Regions from separate parts of the Sus scrofa genome. Here all the other regions are linked to region 3. A link is a contact called in public HiChIP or PLAC-seq data. All regions are on one chromosome and are shown on one strand. Each heading gives the region's core, a stretch centred on a gene start, on an enhancer-like site or on the middle of the called end of the contact. The rest is flanking DNA. Distances are from core to core; before and after follow the strand shown. Region 1 has its middle 32 kb from the start of GTDC1. Region 2 has its middle 84 kb from the start of GTDC1. Region 3 holds the start of ZEB2 (zinc finger E-box-binding homeobox 2).

Evidence for each region. HiChIP or PLAC-seq counts read pairs in DNA pulled down with a chosen protein or histone mark.
Region 1: a contact with region 3 is called in an H3K27ac HiChIP or PLAC-seq map of alveolar macrophages. The contact joins the enhancer-like site here to the promoter of ZEB2 in region 3. A contact is called at or near these places in 2 of 5 promoter capture datasets (fetal liver and skeletal muscle), 19 of 47 Hi-C or Micro-C datasets (adipose tissue, alveolar macrophages, brain and 12 more) and 2 of 2 datasets of contacts at active chromatin or transcription factors (alveolar macrophages and skeletal muscle).
Region 2: an H3K27ac HiChIP or PLAC-seq map of alveolar macrophages shows a contact between it and region 3. The contact joins the enhancer-like site here to the promoter of ZEB2 in region 3. A contact is called at or near these places in 5 of 47 Hi-C or Micro-C datasets (heart right ventricle, liver, retroperitoneal adipose tissue and 1 more) and 2 of 2 datasets of contacts at active chromatin or transcription factors (alveolar macrophages and skeletal muscle).

What each region holds. Positions count from the first base shown.
Region 1 is chr15:7,694,920-7,699,473 of Sscrofa11.1, forward strand. It overlaps a transcript of GTDC1 not described here. Among named protein-coding and RNA genes, the nearest start is that of GTDC1, 32 kb to the right of the region's middle. Within about 2 kb of position 1,877, at least 3 of the 83 cell types and tissues checked have an H3K27ac peak or open chromatin away from gene starts, as enhancers often do. A contact at or near this core is called in alveolar macrophages, where this site is marked.
Region 2 is chr15:7,642,550-7,647,501 of Sscrofa11.1, forward strand. No RefSeq gene overlaps it. Among named protein-coding and RNA genes, the nearest start is that of GTDC1, 84 kb to the right of the region's middle. Within about 2 kb of position 1,667, at least 9 of the 83 cell types and tissues checked have an H3K27ac peak or open chromatin away from gene starts, as enhancers often do. A contact at or near this core is called in alveolar macrophages, retroperitoneal adipose tissue and subcutaneous adipose tissue, where this site is marked.
Region 3 is chr15:7,496,510-7,501,334 of Sscrofa11.1, forward strand. ZEB2 (zinc finger E-box-binding homeobox 2) reads left to right here and starts at 2,370. Exons shown (of 10, transcript XM_021076506.1): 1 at 2,370-2,834. LOC110257199 reads right to left here. Exons shown (of 2, transcript XR_002339482.1): 2 at 2,721-2,814. It overlaps LOC110257200 (a long non-coding RNA gene), which reads left to right. Exons shown (of 2, transcript XR_002339483.1): 2 at 1-417.

The DNA of each region.
Region 1 (4,554 bases), core at 627-3,126, 200 kb after region 3:
TATTTGTTGCTGATGATAAAATTTGAGCTTTCAAGTGAAAATTAAAATTTTGGAAAACTTGTATCAACTGCTGTGCTCTTGTCAGCTTCCCAGTACTTAAATATTTATCTGATGGGATGAGTGGCGATATGAATGAATGTGAGTTTTTGCTATGGTATCAATTAATTAATTATGTTAAAGTTTAGAATATTTACATAACTCAATGAACCAATATTTTCTAAGTGATCAATGTTGCAAAATTATGGTAAAAGATTCTTATAAAAGCAAGTAACATACAGATTATACTGATAATTTATTTTAGCCACCTAAATACTGACTGTTAAAGGCACAACATATTTAAATCAAGAACAAATGAGATTCCAAATAAAGATATAAGGTGTGAAAACAAACAAAACCAAAAAACCAAAAAAAACAACAACAAAAAAATAAAAAGCAAGTAATAATACCAAAAGCTTCTGTGATTTTAGATTTGTTATCACAGCTAACCTGTGAACTCCTACTTGTCAAGTTTTGGTGTAGTAACAAAGAAGAACATTCATAGTTATCTGAATATGTTATTAGTATTAATGTGTACTTCCTTTTTTCTCACTACATATTTGTCTGGGGCTATTTTTTAAAAATATAGTTCAGTCAAAACAGTGTATCACAGTGGGCTGTGTGTAGAAGCAGATAAGAGAATCTAGCTGTCTTCTGTTAAGTTAGACATGAACGAAATTTGCAAAAGTTATGAACGGTATCATTTTTATCACTAAGCTTTTTTGTGTAAGAAATAATTTTTCATAAATTATTTACTGTATTAAATGTCATGAAAATATAAAGTGAATCAATATTTAAAATTTTCTCATTAATTCCTAATGTGGTTAATATTGATAATTATAACTCATATTGACAAAAACTCTTGAGAGTCCTCAATTTTAAGAACACAAAGGAGTCCTGATACTAGGAAGTTTGAGAACTGTTTCTTTAAGATGAATAAAGTTCTCAAGTTTTAATCTTTTGACTATTTCTTTGGAATATGGACAACATCTCTTTAGTTTCTTTTCCTGGTTGTAAGGGTATGTCACAGGAGTTCTCCGTCATTTCCCATGCAGGCAAAGGTGTTTTTATAAAGATTTTCATTTTTATTTAAGATTGACGCTACCTACTTATATGGTTGCCTTGAAGAATTGAGATTGTGGTCAGTGGTCATTCCAGTCAGTGTATTCATTATTGATACCACTCTTTTGGTTGTGAGCTATTCATGCAGTTTTAAGACCTGTTCACCATAGCAAGCTACTTCAGGGTTGTAGTGAAGTTCATTTTGCTGAAAATAAACTGCTATTTTCTCTGAAGTCTTTATACTACGCTAATCTGTCTACTGTAAAGTCTTCCTGACATTTCATAGCTATTTTCTAGAAAATCCACAACTTATGAGTGAGTTTGTGAATTAGTCATTTTTGCAACAATATAATATGAATTACAGATGGGTTCTATAGTGCCATTAATAGTATAGGAATAGCCTTGTTGTGGACTATTAACAGCTTTCTGTGGGGAATTATATTCTGAATTATACTCTTAGAAGTCTAGCCAGATATATTACCCCATTGCAGTGCAACAGTGGCAAGAAACCCCCTTTTCCCGCTTACAATAGAAATGAATGTTAAAGCTTGACTAGAAGCAAGAGAGACATTGTGAAGCAATGTTCTGGAGGTGCAGTATCCTAGGCACCTAGGATAACCTAAGTGGGTAGAAGGGGCAACAGTCTCAGATGAAGCAGTTATGGTGGAGGGAAAAAGGAGAAGGGATGTTTTGGATGCTGCTTGGGGGTGATATATTCCCTTTTACAGCAGTTGCTAAAAAATAAGAAGTGGTTAGTCCTAGGTTGGGAAATCCATTTATAGAGTTTTGTTGTGTTGTGCTCCTCTGTTTGGTTATTGCATGAACTGAGCTCAAGAAATAGAAGGCAATTGCAGAGGTTGAACTTATGGATTTATAGGCCAAAGGTTTTAATGTAAAAGGCAGTTGATGAACTTCAGAGGTATTTATGATCAGAAAGAGTAGTGGAAGCCAGGAGAGTGGTGGAACATGCAAGCTATTCACAGGGACCCCAAACAGATTCATGTTGTAGAGTGATTGTTAGGGCAGGCATAGAACTGATAATCAGCTGGCACAGTTCAGTCAAGGAGTGCTGTGACTCATCCTGCTGCCCTAGGGTCTCTAATAGGAAATATAGACTTTTAAGAGAGGTGTCCCACAGGAAGCCTGTTATGGAGAATGGTGGATATAAAGCAGAAATCCAGAACCAGAAGAACTTGGGGACTCAGAGAAGACCAGCTTTGGAGAACTAGAATTTAACTTGAGGTTGAGCTTGTTTTCTTCCTTCTCAAGAGCATTGTTGACCCTTTGGATTGAGGCAAGGCTGAGCTAAAGTGGAAAGCAAAGTGACTATAGTTAGCTGTCTACACTGAAGTGACACACCTGCCTGAGAAATATTTGTTAAACCAACTGATGAAAGTATGGCAGGGGAACAACTAGGTCGTCACACCCACGTTCTTCATGTAGCAGACACTTGGCATCATATAACCTAACCACTAAATACTCTCTAAGCCAAGGGTGAGCAAACTTTTTTTTTTTAAACAATTTTTAAAGGAAGTTCCTATGTGGTACAGTGGGTTAGGGATCCAACATTGCTGCAGCTGTGGCGCAGGCTGCAAATGTAATGCGGGTTTGATATCTGGCCCGGGAACTTCCAAATGTCACAGTTGCAGCAAAAAAAAAAAAAAAAAAAAAAAAAAAAAAGCACCAGATAGTAAATATTTTAACCTTTATGGGTGGCATGGTCTCTGTTGCACCTACTTAAGTCTGTCATTGTAGTGTGAAAACAGCCATAGAAAAATACATAAATGAATGAGCAGTTATGTTTCAATGAAACTTTATGGAGACTGAAAATTGAATTTCATATAATTTTCACTTGTCATAAAATATTACTCTTTTTATTTTATTTTATTATTTTTGGCTGCACCCATGACATACGGAAGTTCCCAGGCCAGGGATCAAATTCAAGCCACAACTCAACCTATGCCACAGATGAGTGAATGCCAGATTTTTAACCCACTGTGCTGGACCAGGGATTGAATCTGTGCCTCCACAGTGACCTGAGCTGCTGCAGAGACAACACTGGTTCCTAACCCACTATTCCAAAGCAGGAACTCTTGTTAGTCTTTTAAAGAAACTTTTTTTCAGCTATTAATAAATATAAAATCTGTCTTTAGATTGTGGCTATGCAAGAACAGGCTGTGGGCTGAATTTTGGACCGTAGGCTCTAGTTTGCTTTTGTTTTTAGGCAAATAAATGGCAATTAGTTATGATGCAGAAATTTTATTAGCATTAATGAAATAGATGTTTCTTAGGACAATGCTGTTGGTGACACTTCTTGTTTTATAGGTGACACTGATGATAAAAACCCGTTCAAGAATTTAGATGTGACATCTGCAGCAGGTTCAGATCTCTCAGCTAAAAGACAGACTGGATACTTCGTAAAGATTTTCATCTGTTGTGCACAGAGAGCCAAAATCCGTTACTGAAATAGACTGTCTGGGTGAACTGCCTGCTGGGTCCAGTGATGCACTAGTAGACAAAGAAGTTGAAAAAGAAGGCTGGCATATTCTTTGGATAACTGGCTGAGTGTGACACCAATATGGCATCAAGCCCTACTATGATTCCAAGGACTTCATGATTAAATAACTGATTTTTTTGGGTGGAAGTAGGGGTGGATGAAGTAAATTTGATCTTTACTTGGGGAATGTATAATGTATTACCATCCCATAATGATGTATGATAATTGGCTTTGGTCATCAAACTTTAGAGATCCTGTCTATTTATGGGACTTAATATAGTTAACACCTTTTAGTATTGAACTTTCTGACACTAAGGGAAATGCTATAAAGAGAAATATCTGCTTAACCTAAAATAGTTTACCTAAAAAGTTTAATATAAGGACTGTGATTTTTCTTTGGGGGATTTTTGAAATTTTGCTCCTCCCTAGAGTATTTAAATTATATTTCTATTTGCAGAAAGGCTACTGTACCTAGAGTTTTTTAGGAAAATATCCTTTTGTGTAGGATCTTGAACTGGATAGTGAGTAGATAATCATACTGTACAGTGTTAATGTGCATACAACAGTTAATAAATTTATAACTACAAATTAATAAGAGCTATTAATAAATTAATATCCAGATCTGTTAACTAAAATCATTTAAAATGATTTAATGAGCAGATGTGAACTGGAAATAAACCTGTGTATTTTCTAGAACTGTTGAATCAAAGGAAAACTGGAACATCAGAATATTCTCTGAACCAAATCAATATTTTATTTGATCAGAGTCCCTGCTTTGGTATACATCTATTTATACTGGTTACAGAGGATTTGAAAGCAGTGCAGGGAAATGAGTTGGGTAGATTCAAAGTTGAATCCCATTTTTTTCCTCCGTGAATATCCAATATTTTTTTTCATCTAGCATTCAACAAAAACTCTAGCAGCCCAGGATACAAAACAGATTACATTTTATATAGTTC
Region 2 (4,952 bases), core at 417-2,916, 150 kb after region 3:
TAAGTCCACAGAGAGTTCTTGAAAAGGAACACAATCATTTCAGTACTTAGATATTTCCCAGCATGTAATTTTTAGGGGGCTGGGATTGTCTCAAGATTCATCCTCAAAGGGACCCTTTGTTTCCTGGTGGGCGTGATCCTAGGGTTACTGAAAGAGGAAGGAATGCTTGACAATTATCAGTCCAATGAGAGGCCTCAGAGCATGAGAACTGAGGAGGCTGTTCTGTGTGATTCTAGATAGGCAGTGTCTCCGCTGCTCTGAGCAGATAATCCAGGGTGATAATGAAGTAGTCACAAGGGTAAACCTTTGTAACAAGGCTCTGCTCACAATTCGAACCTTCTCGTTAGCCCTTTTGCATATTATACACAGAGACTTTTAAATCAAGAGATAGCCTTGTCTATCAGATGAATCGGCCCATACGGGGAACTTCTTTCGTAACTTGACAGAGACTCAGGAGGGGAAGCTGCTGGAGATGAAAACTGATGATCCACATAGCAGGAAAAGGTTTATAGCTTATGATTATTGTTTTCCTTTGGCTAATTTTAATTCTGATGAATACTAAGTTTTCTTTGGTACTTTTTGTTCCTTAAGTCTTTTTTTTTTTTTTCTGTTACATTGTTCAGCCAAGTATTTCTTAAGTCTCTGTGAAAACAACACCACGTATTTCTTAAGCCCATGTAAACAAACATTTCCATGAAGACGGGCTTGAAAAATATATGTAGATGGCAACCTGAAGGCCATTCCTACTGTAAACATGAAAAGACTTGACAGATTGATAGGTAAATAGATAGGTAGCATGCTAAAATGATGTTACTTAAAATGAATTAGAATGATGTTAACTCTTGCCATCCTGTTTAGTTACTTTCTGCTCCTCTAAATAGTCTAAATAGGTGGAATGCCTTGATATATTCTCTCTTTTTTGGCTTATTAAGATCAGGGTTTGTTAAAGTATTTTTAAAAATTTTATTTTATTGAAGTATACTTGGTTTTTACAATGTTCTTGGATGGAAGGACGCATGTCCAAATTCTTTTCAAACAGGTCATTTGTAAGTGTTTACTGATTGCCAGTCAACACCAGTCGTTGTGTTAGACAGCAGGAATAGATGTGAAATAATAAATATGGAAGCTCATGTGCAAACAGATTGTTACAGGGGCAACAGAGAGGCAGGTGTTCTGATCCTCCTGTGAGACCTCTGCCCAGGGGAGCTAGGAAAGGCTTCAGAGAAAAGAGGCTGTTTGAATTTGGCATTGAAGAGCCTATAGGAGTTTAACAAGTTGAGAAGAGAAGATAATGCTGGAAGGTACGGGAGTGTGAAGAGCTGCTGTAGGAACCATTTTCCTCAAGGGTTCAGCTATAATAAACTCCTTCTATGGGACCAAGTTGGACTTCATATTTGAACCAGAAAACAAGAAATCCACACTGTAATAGATTAAATTATGTCTACTCTCCTCAGTACTAATTACCTATTTTTCACAGTTGCTAATGAAGAACTCCACAAGGTAGCAGTATTTGGGCATGAGCTTTGTTGCTGGTGAACAACCTCCTTGCCTTATCGGGGGAAGGGGAGAGAAAGTCACTTCAAATTGCCTTCTGCCCACTATGGATAAATATGGCTGGAACGTAACCGGGAAAGTGATGCAAGCACCTGATTGATGGGTCATCTCCCACTTAGAGTCTGACCTTTCACCCAAAACAACACCATCTAGTGACTTCCAGATGTGGATGCTTGACCATTAGTAAGCAGTCAAGACCGAAACCTATTTCCTCTAAGTTATGAATAAATCGGTGACTTATAAGGATATCATCTCAGTATGACAAACACTGAGAGAAATTTGAGGAAATAAGCATTTTAATGAAGCTCTTTTTCTATTCCTCCTTCCTGAAAACCATATTTTAGAGTTAGCCTTCCTAACAGGAAATAGAATAGCTTGACAAAAGGAACCACACTGTATATCTAAACTGGCAGCATATTTGTATGGTGTGGTGTGATACGTATGTTCGCCGCCCTTTACTGGTTAAACTGTATTTCATTATCATCTCCTTATTTTCCACTTCTAATTCTAGCAGACCCATTTCCTATAAACAGGTCAGCTCTCTAACAGTTTTGAGCCTAAAAATTCTTTTTAACTGCTTAATCCCAACTTCATTAAGCAGTGTTTCCCCTCATTCTTAATTGTAGCTCCTCGGGCACACACATAACAGGTCTATTGCCATAAATGGGGGAAAATTAATTTATCACCAATTCCAACTGCATTGTGCATATGGATATTTATGCCATCTGTGGTTTTAAAAACTGCTAGGATTAGGACTATTTGATATTATTGTAATGAATCCGTGGATTTGATCATTATAGTAGTACAACATAATGATACCACACAATGCAAGAATCCTTGCAAATCATCAAGTTAATGCTTTAAATTCATTTTATTTAAAAATTGTTATACTTTGTTTAATTTAAAGAGTAGATGTTTTCGGTATTTTAGATTTGGGGATATTGTTTTTGTTTCTTGTGTTATTTTGTCATTTTGGCTTAACCTTTGTAAAGTTTAACATTCTCTATTATTGGTTCAAACCCCCTGAGTCTCTGTAGGTGTGGTAGTGTTCCAGAATGCTGAATCATAGGATGTGGATACTGAATAATTTTAAATAATGGCTACCAGTGAAAATGACATTACCATATCCAGATGTCTCCCACACTGTCCAAAGTCCAAGATAAAGCATCACATTGTCATTGACTTCTCTTTCCTTCTCTTCTCCTCCCCACTCAACACTTTCCCTTACCCTCTCCTTTCTCCCCTCCCCCCTTTATTCCTCCTTTTTTCTCTCTCTCCCTCCTCCTCTACCTCCACCCTCTCCCCCTCCTTCTCCTCCTTCTCTATTTCTTCCTCTTCTCATTCTTCAGTATGGACTAAAATTGAACCAACTACCTTATTTTGTCAGGGCGTTATTATTCTTTTGCATCTGAAAACTTCAACTAGAAAAAGGTATGATTGGATTTCCTTTACATGGTATGGAAAGCCCTAGGAAATAAGCTTTTGAGAAAACCAGGCTTCATATGTGTTGTGCTTAATAAACCAACAGCATCACAGGACCTTGAAAGACTACCATTAAACTAAAAGTTCTGTGTTCTCAAATTGAAAAATGAATCTGACAGGAAATATTCTGGGGATTTAGGAATCCATACCCTAAAGAATTCTCTTACATTGAAAGAATAAAAGCAATACCTATGGTTGAAACAAATATTTGAGTAGTAAGAGCACTCAAGACCTGAAACTTATTAAATAAAAAACATTAATTTTGTAATCATGAAGCTTCCTTATATAGTCAATGATATATCTTCAGAGATAATTCAACTACAGAAATTATCCCATACAGAGGAAACTCAAGATCTATATCTGACCTTTATCTAAATATAGCTGTTATTTACTTGCTGTCCAATCATCCACAGCTACTCTTTCATTGCTGTTTTAATGAATGTATGAAATCAAATAGTACAGTGCTTAATTTCTGGCAGAGGCAGCTTCCCTAGCAAATCTCTTCCCATTTTTTGCTGAATTGAGGGCAATTTGCTGATTTTACACTCTTTTTTCCACCCTGTGTATTTACATTTATTAGGAAAAAAACAACCTGATGTCATGCTATAATGTTTTCTCACAATAAAGAAGAATTTTTCGGTTACTACCAAAAAAATTCGTTTACATTCTAAGAGTGGATTAATAAGTAATACTCAGCTTAACCAATTTTCTTGCATAAAATGTTGATATCTTTCTTTTAGAACTAATTATCTTCTCTAGTCTCCTTCCAAACAAAGTTTTAAACATATTAGATTTTCTTTTCTATAGAATTTGGTGGCAGTAAAATAGACTCATGTTATTATAGGTGTTAGAAAATATTTTAAGGAAAGAGTGACTTTAGGTTCAAGGGCAGAGCCATTTCCCAGGCTAACTCATTCCAAGAAAAAAAAAGTATGAAAAGGTATAATAGCCCAGCCTCCAGAAATGGCAGCTACAGCCTGAGAAGGGGTTCTTCACAAAAGTGTGATGCCATGAATACCTCTAGGGAAAGTAATGGTTCTCACTACCTTCCAATCAGGGTACCCAGGTTGCATAGAGCTCCTCTGTGGAGGCACGGCCAGACTCTGATAGGCTCCCTGGCTCTCCACTCCTTCCTCTCTCACCAAAGGCTTTGCTTTACACTGAACACAGGTGAATTAAAGTGAGATTTTGTTCCCCAAACTTATAAATTTAAAAAAGCATTGTAAAACTTCAATATTTAATCCTTCTAGGTAACAATACCCATACAGTGGTTCATAATTAATCAAAAACCATCAGGATGCCTAGTGTTTAAAAGCTGCTGCTCTGGAGTCAAAACTCTCTAGTTCTGTGCAGGACATGGCATTCTAGAATGTTAGTGCTACTGAAAATTGCAGTGTATATTCTTTTTCCATCCCTCCACTAGGATTTGAAAACCCTTTCCACTAAGTGTTCTTTACTTCTAACTTAGGCTGAAAGATTTTCTTTTCTGGGTCACAGAATTTTAAAGGCTGGCTTGGGCTTCCCTGAAGGCCAAAGACTTCCCAAACTGAAAAGGGGTTTTCACCATGTGTTACTTAGGGTTCTCCAGAGAAACAAAACCAATAGGATGTGCATATGTGTGTGTAAACATTTATTTACTTATGTATATGATATGAATACTTTCTATACAAATTTTTATATAAATATATACAGTTTATTATAAGGAACCGGCTCATGCAATTTATGAAGGCTGGCAAGTCCCAAGATCTACAGAGTGATTTGGCAACCTGGAGACCCAGAAAAGCCAATGGCGTGGTTTTAGTCTGAAGACCTGCAGGCTCAAGCCCAGGAAGAGCCAGTGTTTCAGGCTGAAGGCTAACAGGTAGGAAGAAACCTCCTTTACACAAGAGAGTTATTATTGTTTCATTCAAATCTTC
Region 3 (4,825 bases), core at 1,120-3,619:
CTAAATCAAATACTTGCACATCGGGACTCCCAATGCCTTGTTGAGGCTGCCTCCTGCCACTTGAACAATTACTGAGCCCAGAGTAATCAGATGATTAGGTGTTTTTAATGGAAATACTTGTCTGTCTCTTTTTTTTTTTTTTAAGTCAGATCCTAAGTAACCTCACATTAATATACATAATAAAGACAAGTAATTTGTTAGCCTTTCAATAGGATCCTTTGACCTGAGGTTTTTGTCAGTGAGTGTGTGTCTGGGCTGGAAGCTCCAGTGGCTACCTGGGTTCCTGAGGTAGAGTATTGTCTGGAATCACTCCATGCAAGGGACAGCTTTTTCCTAGAAATGGAAGAGGAAAGGCTGAAAAGCAAACTTCTAGAGAAAGCTGGAATTGACTTTTTTTTAAATAAAAAAGTGGGAAGAGAAAGAAAAAAGGACATTAATAATAGAAATAAATCTCAGAAGAGGAAGTTGATAAGTCATATATTTATAGAGATAGAAATATTAAAAGAAATGCACAACATAAGGTGGAGAATGTGCCTGACCTCTGTTGGAAGTCTTTAGTTTTCTTTTTTTATTATTAATTTTACACTGATGATCTTGAATGCTCCTCTACAGGTAATTTATCTGTAATGGGATGGGTGAGAAGATTCTCAGTGTAATAAATACTCAAGGTGGGAAAGAAGTGAGTCTGTAACCAATAGTGAAAATGTACTTTCTTGTAGGCTAAAGTCAGAACTAGCTGTGGTCATGCTGGGTGGCTACTGCTCCCCCCCTTAAAAAAAATAAACATACAAAATACAAAGACATGCACCTCTGGGAGTGTGGATGTGGCAACTCTTGTGGTGGCTTTTCCCTCCTCTGAGTGCAATTGCCAGTGAGTCTTGCATTCAAAGTCTTGCTTTAGGCACACATTTCAAAGCACAGTTCAAAGCAGTTTATCTTAATATAAGTAAAAGTCTAGTGTTGGATCAGGGTGTTATTTGTTTCAGATTTCATCAGACTGAAAACAGGGGGCTGTAACATATTAACAATATTAAAGCAGAAAATTTTGGCATGAGGCTGCTCTTCAGTCCTCTTGACACCTCCACCTTTACCTTTGCAAGAAAGCCCAAAGGCAGTGGGACTGAAAGTTTATTTGTGCTCTGAGGTTCTCAAGCACTTTCACTCTTAAAACAACAACAACAACAACAACAACAAAAAAACCTCACAGTTCTTTAAGAAACTGAGCCTGAACCACTGGAGGCTAAGAGATTTCTTCCTTTTCCTATAAATGCCTGTGCTCAGCATCCTCAAATTTGGCTGTCTTTATTTACTTCTATATTAGTTCCAATTATGTGCAGTGTAAACCAGCTTTTTGATTAACAAAACAGCAGAGCATTGGTTAAGAACACTTAAACTTCAAAAAAAATTCCCCTGGGAAGTGGGCTCTGAATTGGTTAATAATGTGCAGTACTTGCTAAATTGCTGACTTCCAGATGTGGAAAATATCTTTCTTGTTTAGGACCTATGTAACCTGATTGGATTACGACAGAAGCGTCACGTTGGAAGCTTTTGAGTGATTATTTAATTAACCATACAGTAGAAAGCTGTATTCTCCAGGAAATCCCTTCCATATTTACATAACCAATCCCTTCAGAGCAAAGGTGGAGTCTTTTCTTTTTAATTTTACTTTAATTGCAATATCAAAAAATGTATACTCCAAAACTTAGACCCCATGCCGTTTAATATCATGCTCATCCTTCCCTGCTAAGTTCCTCTATGGCCTTTCTCCTATTCCTCCTGCCTCCCTACACACACACACACACACACACACACACACACACACTCCCTCACTTTGTAGTGAGGTCTCCGTGAGATGTAGAGAGACTCAGAGATCGAGGCAACTCAGCCCGCTATGTTAATTCACTTAGAGACCCTTTTTAAAAATGCCAAACCACTTTTTAGTATTGGGATCCAATCCAGAAATTCATCACACACACACACCCCCAACACACACCCTAAAATGCAGTTCACATGCAACATTTTTTTTTTCTGGCTCTGGCATCTAAAAAGACAAAAAAATAAGAGAAAGGGCAAAAAATTTAGTTCCAGAAGCTGTGCTGAGAAATCCACACAACTTAATGTGCATCTCAAATCTGGTCATTAGAGATATCTGTATAAGAAGAAGCGATCTGGATTGAAGAACCGGGATCTTTCCCTTTAACTTTCGCCCCTTAAGAGTTCTCCAGTTCTGTGAATGGTGTGCACCGTTTTCCGCCCTGTACTCTGTAGGATTTAGTGATGAGGAGATGAGGATAATGATGCCAAAGGCTTTACGGGGGGGGGGGGGGCGTGGAGAAGGGAGGGAGGGAGGCGAGAGGGAGGGAGAGAGGAAGGGAGGGAGGTGGAATTTCATTTCTTCCACTAAAGCGTTTGCGGAGACTTCAAGGTATAATCTATCCCAGATCCTTTCCCAGAGAGAAACTTGGCGATCACGTTTTCACATGATGCTCACGCTCAGGGCGCTTCAATTATCCCTCCCCACAAAGATAGGTGGCGCGTGTTTCAGGGTCTCTCTCTCTCCTACAGAAAAGAAAAAGAAAAAAATGTCATTAGAAGAGGCGTAACACGTCAGTCCGTCCCCAGGTTTGTGTTTCCTGGAGTGGCCGAAAGAGATCAGTTCTAACCTGCTCCGCAGGAATAACGGTCCTGCCTCCCGACACTCTTGGCGAGGTTTTGTACAGTTTGCTCCGGGAGCTGTTTCTTCGCTTCCACCTTTTTCTTCCCCACACTTCGCGGCTTCTTCATGCTTTTTCTTCTCACCATTTCTGGCCAAAACTACAAACAAGACTTCGCAGGTAGGTTTTTTTCCCCCTTTTCTCTCTTTTTATTCCTTTTTGGCATGGTCATCCCCCACCCTCCTTTCATGATTTTCTCCTTTTAAGTGAGGATGGGAGTCTGAAGTGCGAAGGAGTGTCTGTGGGTAGGAATTTCAGGTGGGTTTAGCTCCTTTACGGCAAGCTTTTCCCAAGAGTGACTTCTTGGATTTCTCTCTCACTCCCTCTCTCTCTCCTTCCTTTTCTCTTTTTTCCTCCTCCAAATAATTTGCCCTGTACCTGTCCATTCAGGTAACCAAAGGTGCCTTTTGCTACCCAGCCTAGGAAAAGTTTTATTGAGAACTATGTGGTTGGAATAAAAACTCTTCAGGGGGAGAGGTTCTGCTCTATTGTCATGTCTAATTCCAATTCATTGTATTCAGCAATTAAAACTTGGCAAATACCTGTTAATAATTACAAAACTTGATGGATACAAACCTACCAAATTCGGGAGCAAGTCTTTCTCTTAGATATGGCAGTCCAACCTTTTCTACCGAAGAAGGCTGTTTTCTAAGCAGAAAGTTGCTTGTTTTTGTCTGCTTAGCGAGTTTCATTTCTTTATTTCATTCTTTGTGTGTGTGTGTATGTGAAGTAACACCTCACTTCTGTGATGATAAATAAAGAAGTGAAAGTCCTCATGGAACTTGAGTCGTTTACCAAAGTAGTGGGGGGGGGGGTCACTACAGTTGGGAAGAAAACTGTCAGGATATTAGAGTTTTAAATTAGGGATAACTTTTGAAATTGTATTTCAAATGGCAAAGTAATATAGACATGGATTTCACAGGAGACACATACATACAAATATTCCATGCCATACTTTGGCACTGAAAAGTCAAGAGAGATAGCAGGAGTTCCCAGGAACAGTGGTGAGCCCCGCTAACATGAATGTGTTTATCTCCCACTTACTTATATATTTTACATGCTCCCCCTATAATGATGAAGGCAAGATTACTAACTCCAGAGTTAGAAATAACAGGCAAAGATAAAGTTTACAGCACAAATGCCCTGTCTCTCCCTCACACACAAATGCTCATAAAACTAGCAGCTTACTTTATTAAACATATATTTATATGCAATCGTGTGTAAGTCTCAGCATGAATACAGACAGGCCAGCTGTTTCATCCCAGATACTTGTGTGACCATTTCTTTATTTCAGGAATTTTTCCCAACAATTTCAAATCCATAGGAGAGCCAAGAAATGAGAAAATGTGTTAAAAGTCTCCCACTATGCCTAGGTTAAATTCAAGGTGCTTTCTAAATCATCCACTTCCCCTTCTTTCTGCCCACCGCCCCCCCAACCTCCACCCCTGTCAGCAAATGTGTGGAAACTGATACTCACTTTCCAGGTTTTCCGCAAAGCCTTTAGCACAGGAGACAATAGGTGCGGGACGTGGGGACTGAGTGTGCTCGGCAGAGAAAGGGTTAATGGCCCTTGTGTTACAGTTTGCATCTGTTACATCTTTTATAGCCCCCTGTTTAAACTAATCCTCGAGGCACAGCATCTTCCCAACCTCCACCGAGTTTCGGGATTCTCCTCCTCTCCAGCCTGCCTCTGAGGTTCCCCTTCTCCAAGTTTTGACAGTTTCAGCTGAAAAAAATGCAGCGCCTCTCTCGATTTTTAGGTACAAAAGTTTCGAAGCCAGAAAGGATACGATCGTTTAGTAGAGCTTAAAAGTATTGCCGTCGCGGTTGGACTTTCTCTTTCCTTTCTTGAGGGGAAAAAACAATTTTCTACTGGAACTATTTAAGGGAACCAGTGTGGGGGAGCATGTGTGTGAGTGAGGTGGGGGGAAATACTTAAGTAAATATTGTCAAAGTGGCGAAGGTTGGGGGGAAGGGACAGTGTCCAAAGAAGCTTATAATTATATTTTTTATTGCGGCGTGAAACGGGAAATTTTAATTTGGGGGCGGAGGTGAGGGGGGAGGAAGAGACAGTGCCTCGATAAACTCCGAAAGGGGAGGGGAGGGGGCGC